Regions from separate parts of the Gadus morhua genome. Here region 2 is linked to region 1. The links are chromatin contacts, called in public Hi-C maps. All regions are on one chromosome and are shown on one strand. The core of a region is the stretch at or near the end of the contact, and the rest is flanking DNA. Distances in the headings are between cores, read along the strand shown. Region 1 holds the start of pak1 (p21 protein (Cdc42/Rac)-activated kinase 1). Region 2 holds the start of b3glcta (beta 3-glucosyltransferase a).

Region 1 (3,776 bases), core at 698-3,197:
CTTCCTGCTTGGTGGCTGCCAGCACATATTATGAAAGGATTTTTAAACATAAATTGCATTAATGTACCTGCTTTCCCCTTCCAGAGCTAGTTTTATAGAAGAGTGTAGTTCCATCTGGGAAATAACATGCCAAGCGTGAAGAATTGTATGTACTATAAGATGGCAATAGTAATATTTATAAACGTTTAAACTATAAAATATAAACTATTTTGACTGAAACTAAATGTACATATTGCGATGAGGGCTGGCTCAGGCTTACAAGAAGATTGTATTTTTATGAGTTTATTTGCTTAGTGAAGGACAGCGTGTTTGTACAGCTTTGATATGGATTATCGCCCCGGCTTTTCATCATGTAAATACTGTACTTCTGCCTCTACTGCGATGTGTTGTGTTCTCTACACCTCTGTAACAATAAAGAGTAAAGACTAGATTTGTTAACTGGTTTCTATTCTCTTTCTTTCCAGGAAAGAAAAATATATATTTTTCACGCACCCACCTTTAATTCTAGAATAATCACCATTTACCATATTAAATATATGTAGGCCTGAACACTATGCACATATACTATAACACATATATTTCTTAAATGATCTTCTCCTGACCCAACATAAAACCATGGGGCGGGTTTTCCCATCTCGCTAACGTTTCAAAGTAATTCAGTGTTGTATCTAAAAGTGTCTGCAAACAAAGGGTCTGAAATCTGAGTCCTGGTTTACTTTAGCTTCGGTCTCCTAGTAATGTGAGCCGTTACTACTGTTTCAGTGTAAACAGATAGGCCTACTTCATACCCCTCTTTGTGTGTGAAATGTCAACTTTGCAATTGTTTAAAGGCTAAGCTTTAAGCATTTTACCGTCCTCAAGGTCACACACAGCCCACAGCCATTTATTTTGGCCACACACACAAAGTAAATCAAGATTCCCCTAAATAACTTAGATATGAAGTCTCTTAATCGAACCAGAAGCCATGGGGGAAAATGTCATTAAACTGAAACATAGGTTATCATAGGTAATCACATTAATAATAAATACTATTTAAAACGACATATATAAATGTCGACATATGATCGACATTTATATGGACGCAAAGACAAAATGTGAACTTTGAGAAGGTTCATGAAATTACCTCAGGGTATACGAATTATCAACTCGAGGAATTGGGGCCCAGAGTTTGAACCGATTGTAATGTACTTCTCCATTCACCAGCGTGTCCACTAGAGGGAACTGTTTTACAATTTCTTCATCACATCAATTAATTATAGTTATGGATAAATTGTAGTACAATGTGTATCAACAATTCTGGGCCTAATATCGATCCAATGGTTTGTTATTAATGTTAGAACTAGTTGGCTATTGAAATGGTGAATAATATACAGGCCTATATGTTGTTGTTTTTTACATCCATTACTCATCCTGAGATGAAAATATACTCTACTTATCCATCATCATTTTTATACCTATCCTCAGGTACGTTATTCAATTTGAGATTGCTGTATCTACTAATTTTACATATTGAAGTAGTAACCGTGGGGTTTTATGTCCATATGACATAAATTATAGTGTATGTTTTATCGCAAGCCTAGAGCCAAACATATAATGGGCAAGGTGAACAGCAGGCCTAGACCACAACCCCTTTTTTAATTCTCCTTAAAAAAATAAAGACAATGATTGCATCTAAATCAAATTAGCCTCGGGTAATGAACTACCGTCTTGTTTCGAAACTGAGCTAGACGGTGAAAGAAGAGAGTCATCGAACCCGCGTAGTAGATGATTTCCCCCGTGTCTTTGAGGCGCACCCCACGGCTCCAGTGGGAATCCAGTGTTCCTATTGAGACCCTGTCCCCTCTTTGACGGACAGCCGCGTTGTCCAATGAAAACATGAAAGGGCTAAATAGCCACCAATGCGGGGCTGGTGTGGGTGCACGGGGCGGGCGTTCTGTGCAGCAGCTCTATGGACCTAACAATAGACTGGGATAGGCAAGTTTGCCATAAAGAAAAAAACGGTGGGGTGTAGACCACAGTAGAGTTGCCTGAATGAGTGCGGTCGTGCGTGGCTGTGAGTCTGGAATAATTGTCCAGGGTGGAATTTCCTGATCGAAATAGACAACTGGTGAGTTAGCCCCCCGTGTTATTTTTAACGCGTTTGCCGTTTTTAATTCAGCCGCGAAGCGGTGCATTTTAATGTCATGTGTTCCTGCTAAAAGCCATGATGTGTGGGATATTGATCGTGGGGCTGCTCGGCGTACATTGAAGACACCGGTGCTCCGGTGAACGCACCGGTAGACCGGAGCAGGGCAGCGAAATGAGCCGAGGAGGTCGTACAGCATGAGGGGGATCCGATTATTCCGTGTCAACGGGCTGGCTGCTCGTTTTGCAGCAGCATTAGGTCAGCCAGGCCCCGGTAGGTAGAGCCTAGTTTTGGACCCTTCTGCGGGGACGACCCGCTTCGGGTATGATGACTCCGGGGCCGGGTTACCTCAGAGTTTACAACGTGGTGACGGGAACCAGAGCGGATAGAGTTCCCAGCGGATAGACACACAGGAGAGAGGACAGGTCGACGGCATATAGGAGATCAGCTTGGACGAATGAATGAATGAATTATAGTAGAGTCAATTGATAACTTGGGCTTCAGTTGATAAGATAGACCGAAGGAACTCAGGGTAACACCATGACGTAAGCCTTCGCGTATCTAACGTAACAGTGGCGTGATTCATCCACTTTATGTCTTGCTTGAGTCCACCTGAGTCTGTCTGCTGCCCGGTCTAGGTTGGGTTCAAGCGCCTGTAGGACAGTTTCTAATCTTTCAATATTTCAGCCCCAAATTGATATTTAGTATTGGGGATTTTTTAAATTTTGTCTTGGAAAGGTCTTTTTTTTTAAATGTAGGTTTCAACAGTGTTGTTTTAAGAAATGGGACTAATTATTATAGCCTGTTGGTCTCATAGGCCTCTAACCTTAATCTGGGACCTCACATTTCAGAGCAATGGAATTCCACATTGGTTTGTACCAACACACTTCATGCCTCTCTGCCTCTGACCCCTTTGTGTTTGGCTTATCTACCCCGCTCCCCTTTTCACTGTGTCATCCCAAGTCTGTCGGCAGTCCATTCATCACCTCACCGCGCCTGCCCTTTGCTCCCTGGGACCGGACACGAACTATAAACCGTCCGGCTGCAGTAAACCTGTAATTACATGACGCAGATTAAATAGATGTCCACTACAGGAAACATATACTCATCCTCCAGTTCCTGTGGTTCACTCTTGGCTGCACTCTTTTGAGTTTGAACCTCTTTCTAAAGGAGGCGTTCCCAGTGTGATGGCAGTTTATTTTTAAATGGGCCCAGATCGTTGCCCGAGCTGTTAAAATGATTTTGACCCGGCTGCCCCTGTTTCAAGCCAAAAATGATTTGATAGAAGGGCTTCTGTTGAAGGCGGGCGGGCTGTGATTCTGGACATCGAGTCTGAGGCCAGCCAAGAGCTCTCGCTCCTCGTGGCCCCGGGAAGGTTGTCTGGCGGTTGCCATGGTCACCCCAGACCCAGAGATTAGGGGAGCTGTTTTATGGTCTGTACGACAACAATCATCTGTCACTTTGACTCAGGGCTGGGGTGTGTGTGTGTGTGTGTGTGTGTGTGTGTGTGTGTGTGTGTGTGTGTGTGTGTGTGTGTGTGTGTGTGTGTGTGTGTGTGTGTGTGTGTGTGTGTGTGTCTACAGAGTACTGGGACAATGTTTAGAAGGAGACCCAGCCAACACCATAGCTTGGCTCTGGTGCCTTTAGCCAC
Region 2 (3,747 bases), core at 1,055-3,554, 130 kb before region 1:
CTTCGGCCAGGCGGACAGCTGGAACCTCCGTATCACCGCCTCCTGGGGGCACCCCACGGTCCCCCATGAGATCCTGGTGGATCCCCTCAGCATGCCGGACCACCCCGTCCTCCGAGCAGACCCAGGTGCCCCCCGCCCCGCTGACCCCCGACACGTACGCCCCGGCGTGGCGCCGCTCAAGGTGTGAGCTGCATTTAAATTCAATTCAATTCAATTCCATTTTTTTTCTACAGCCCTTAATCACCATTAGAGTCTCAAAGGGCTTAACAGGCCGAATGTTTACACACCCCGGACCCAAGCCCCCACAAGGGCAAGAAAAAACTCCCTTACTCTGCAAGGAAGAAATCTTGTGAAGGAACTCCGAGTGGGGGATCCCTCCCTCCAGGGATGGCCAGGAGGCCAGTGAACGGGGTCGCCGTCGGTGTGATCATATCCTTCCTCCAGTACGGCGGTCTTGTGTGCGGTAGTGTCTGCTGTGACAGTGGTCGTAGAGCTGGCAGTGGCTCCGACTCTGCAAGCTTTAATTGTGCTCCACTGTGGATAAAAGCAGCTGCTGAATGACTGAATGAAAAGTGTAGTATCGCTCGCTGAAATCTGCTTTTACTGCCTCTGTCTCTCGCCCTCTTTAGCAGCCCGAGTCCCAGCCTCAGCCCTCATCCCTCAGTGACAAAGACATTGAAAAAGAAATGAAGGGTTTATTGTATCAAGAGCAACACGGCGTGCGGTAAGTCAACCCACAATGTTATTACTACTTCAGCCGTATAGAGACTATACAAAAGAAATATGGAGCTAAAGTTTTGCGTGGCATCTTTTCATTTCTCAGCCTTCGGCATGAAATATTCAAACACAGCAACAAGTCCCCGTCCAGCGCTGGGCAGACGGTGTACCACAGTCTGAAGTGCTTTGACATCGTGGAGCTACCAGAGATCTGTGTGAAGCCAAACCCGGCCTTAGGTGGTCCCCAGCCCTTCATAGCTTCCTCCACTGAAGACCTGGAAACAAACCAAACCACATAACAACAAGGATAGTGCTTCCCACTCCTTGTTTGTTCTTTCTACAAAGTCTGATGTTTTATTGGCCGTTATGTGGCCTTGTAGTCAAGGGGGAAGAGCGTGGTTATTGCTACGCACACACGGCTGACTGCAGGCTAGTTCAGGGTCTTGTTTGACAGTTGGGATGCAATGAAGTTTTGCTGTAGATGGAATAAAAACACAATTTGTGCTGATAAGGGGAGTTGGGGACAGAAAGGATTACCTCATCTCCCAGAGCCCCTCAGGGTTGATATAACTGTTGTTTTGTTGGTTGTGGTTTTAGGGACTGGTGTAGATGAGAAGTGGGAGTAAGTGTTTATTTAAACAGACGCTTGTCCACAGTCGAAGGATGAGAATAATTCAATGCATAAACAAATAAATTCATGAATATACAAATACATTTGAGACCTATCATCCATGGGGATAATTGGTCTCACAATAACTTTATGTTCTGAAATAGGTTTTCTATTAAAATGACTGAGCTTTGAGTGTGATGGGGTCGTTACTCGTCTGATACAGTATTGATTGTTTTTTTTGTTGCTCTATTGATTACAGTCCTAAAATGGAGGGTTCATTTAATTCATTATCATTGCACTGATGAACTAGATTCCCGGGTGCTGGCCTAGTTAGTGGGTTCTGCACCTGCTGAATAACTGAGTTGGTTTTTTGTTGGTTCATTGGCTCTTTAAATAGCTTATAACAATTTAGGGTTAGTAGAGTAAAATGGGACGTGGACACCTACATTTTCTGATTCTTTAATTCCATAGTATGCATATTTATTCCTGCATGCAAAGATGACTTCAAAAACCGCCATGTCTAGTTTACTGCGATTAATTATTCATGGTTTTACCATTATGTTATCATGTGTCAGAGATTTCTTGGTGAAGGGAAACAATTGTCTAAAACATCTTTGGTGAAATTAAAAGTCTGTAAGTATCATTATTAAAGTATCTAAAAAAAATTATACGGGTTATAAATATGTTGGTGTGTGGATGTGATGACACTCATCCATATTAAAAACAAAACGATCCTGGTATAGACCAGCTTATATTTGTAGGTTGGTGGGTTGGTAGGTAGAAAATAAAATGTCAATATTGCTTGCATTGTATAAAACGTGCAGTATGGTATGAAAAATACAGACATTGATCACGGATGGTGATGATAATAAATAACTACAAACGTGGACACTGGGCTACAGGAACAAATTATCCGTTCCGCCGCTAGAGGGCGCGCCTGCGCCTCGGAGGACTTGGTTACCTCCTCCAGCTCCCGTCTTGTTTTCCGTGTAGCGTGAAGAGGGAAACGTTTTAAAACAGTGTGTCAAAAAGCTCTGACCGCTGAAGGTGATATAGCCTCTGTTCACCGCTCACGGCGTCGGACTCTAGGGATGCTACCGAACAACCTTAACACTGGGCCGAGAGTGGCGAGATACTTGATTTTCCTCTCGTTTTGTAAGTATTCACTTTTAGTTTTCACTCACGGAGTAAACAGTGTTTCTCGGCCACGCTTTAATCGGACGACCTTCAGCAAACCGTAGCGATTAAAGTTGCATGTAACTTATAGTGGAGTGCGTCTGTTGTAAAGGGATGTAGTTTAGGCTACGAGTTAGTTTTTTGAACGGACCGTCACTTCTGGGGACTGTTGAAGAAGTCACGGAGGAGCCGTGGTTCTCTCGCCGCCTCCCGGGTTGCTCTTTAGGGAGCGCTGCTAGAGAACGAAGGGTGTCATCGATCAGGATCAATGATTACGTTTCAGTGGGATCATGGATGTTGTATTGATGTGTGTGTGCGTTCCGCTTGTGATCGGCTTCAGCGAATACAGACTTAACGTTAGTAAAGTGTAGGTCAGTAGCGATAACGTAGGCCTACTTGTTCTAGAGATTTGTATTTATTTTTACCAATTAAATTATGAGAATTATTTTATTTCATAGTAAATTAATATAGCCTTTACCGTTGCTGCAATATTGATTTTTTTTGTTACACTTACACACGAGTCGGTAGAAATAGTAGAAGCAAACATTCAAAATGTTTGCTTTTATTATTAAAACGCCTGTGGGCACTTCTAGATGTTTATAATAATTGGTATTTATTGTGATGATTGGGTGACAGTTACAATGGTTTGCGCTCCAATGACTTTCACTGGCACTAAATAAGGCTTTTAGGTCATGTTGTTGGATTTAGGCTGTTTACATATACAAATTATTTCCCATTATCTTTATAGCGTTATTAGGCAACGTGTGGCATGTCATGTTTTATATCATGTTTTCGGTGTACCATGAAGTTGAACTGAAGAGAAGGATGGGGAAACCATGACACAAAGGCAGAACCAACATCAAGCTCAAATATCTGACTCACTCGAATGATTGTTCTATTTCAAGAACCAGCCCTACTAGTTAAAGGTTAGAGAAATGCACTTAAAGCCAAACTGTTAAGTGCTTTCAATTTCTTTGAAACGACAATCAATTGGGTAATGGGCTCAAAGTGAATGATTGATTACTTGACCGTACAACTATCAGAATAACACTCTGGCCAAACATAACGTAATTATGAAAGCCATTCGTGAAAGCCCTGAAGAGGGCAAAATCAGTTGTACAGTAAAGGGAAACTGCAAATGAAAGGTTGGGATGGAAGAATTGTGCTGCTGACTTGATTGCCTCGACCAAACGCTATTTTGTAAATGGACTTTCACACAGGCTCGCCATCTGGTACTGAAGTGA

Evidence for each region. Hi-C and Micro-C count contacts between places; a contact is called where the count stands out from the background.
Region 2: a contact with region 1 is called in a Hi-C map of gill, with 2.5 times the contacts expected there. The contact joins the promoter of b3glcta here to the promoter of pak1 in region 1. A contact is called at or near these places in 2 of 6 Hi-C or Micro-C datasets (gill and heart).

Annotation. Positions count from the first base shown.
Region 1 is chr16:9,489,153-9,492,928 of gadMor3.0, reverse strand. It overlaps pak1 (p21 protein (Cdc42/Rac)-activated kinase 1), which reads left to right and starts at 1,947. Exons shown (of 16, transcript XM_030381130.1): 1 at 1,947-2,107. frya (furry homolog a (Drosophila)) reads left to right here. Exons shown (of 62, transcript XM_030381124.1): 62 at 1-438.
Region 2 is chr16:9,624,319-9,628,065 of gadMor3.0, reverse strand. It overlaps b3glcta (beta 3-glucosyltransferase a), which reads left to right and starts at 2,304. Exons shown (of 15, transcript XM_030381923.1): 1 at 2,304-2,482. The coding sequence starts at 2,419. It overlaps wdr95 (WD40 repeat domain 95), which reads left to right. Exons shown (of 30, transcript XM_030380883.1): 28 at 1-181; 29 at 630-724; 30 at 824-1,940. The coding sequence ends at 1,016.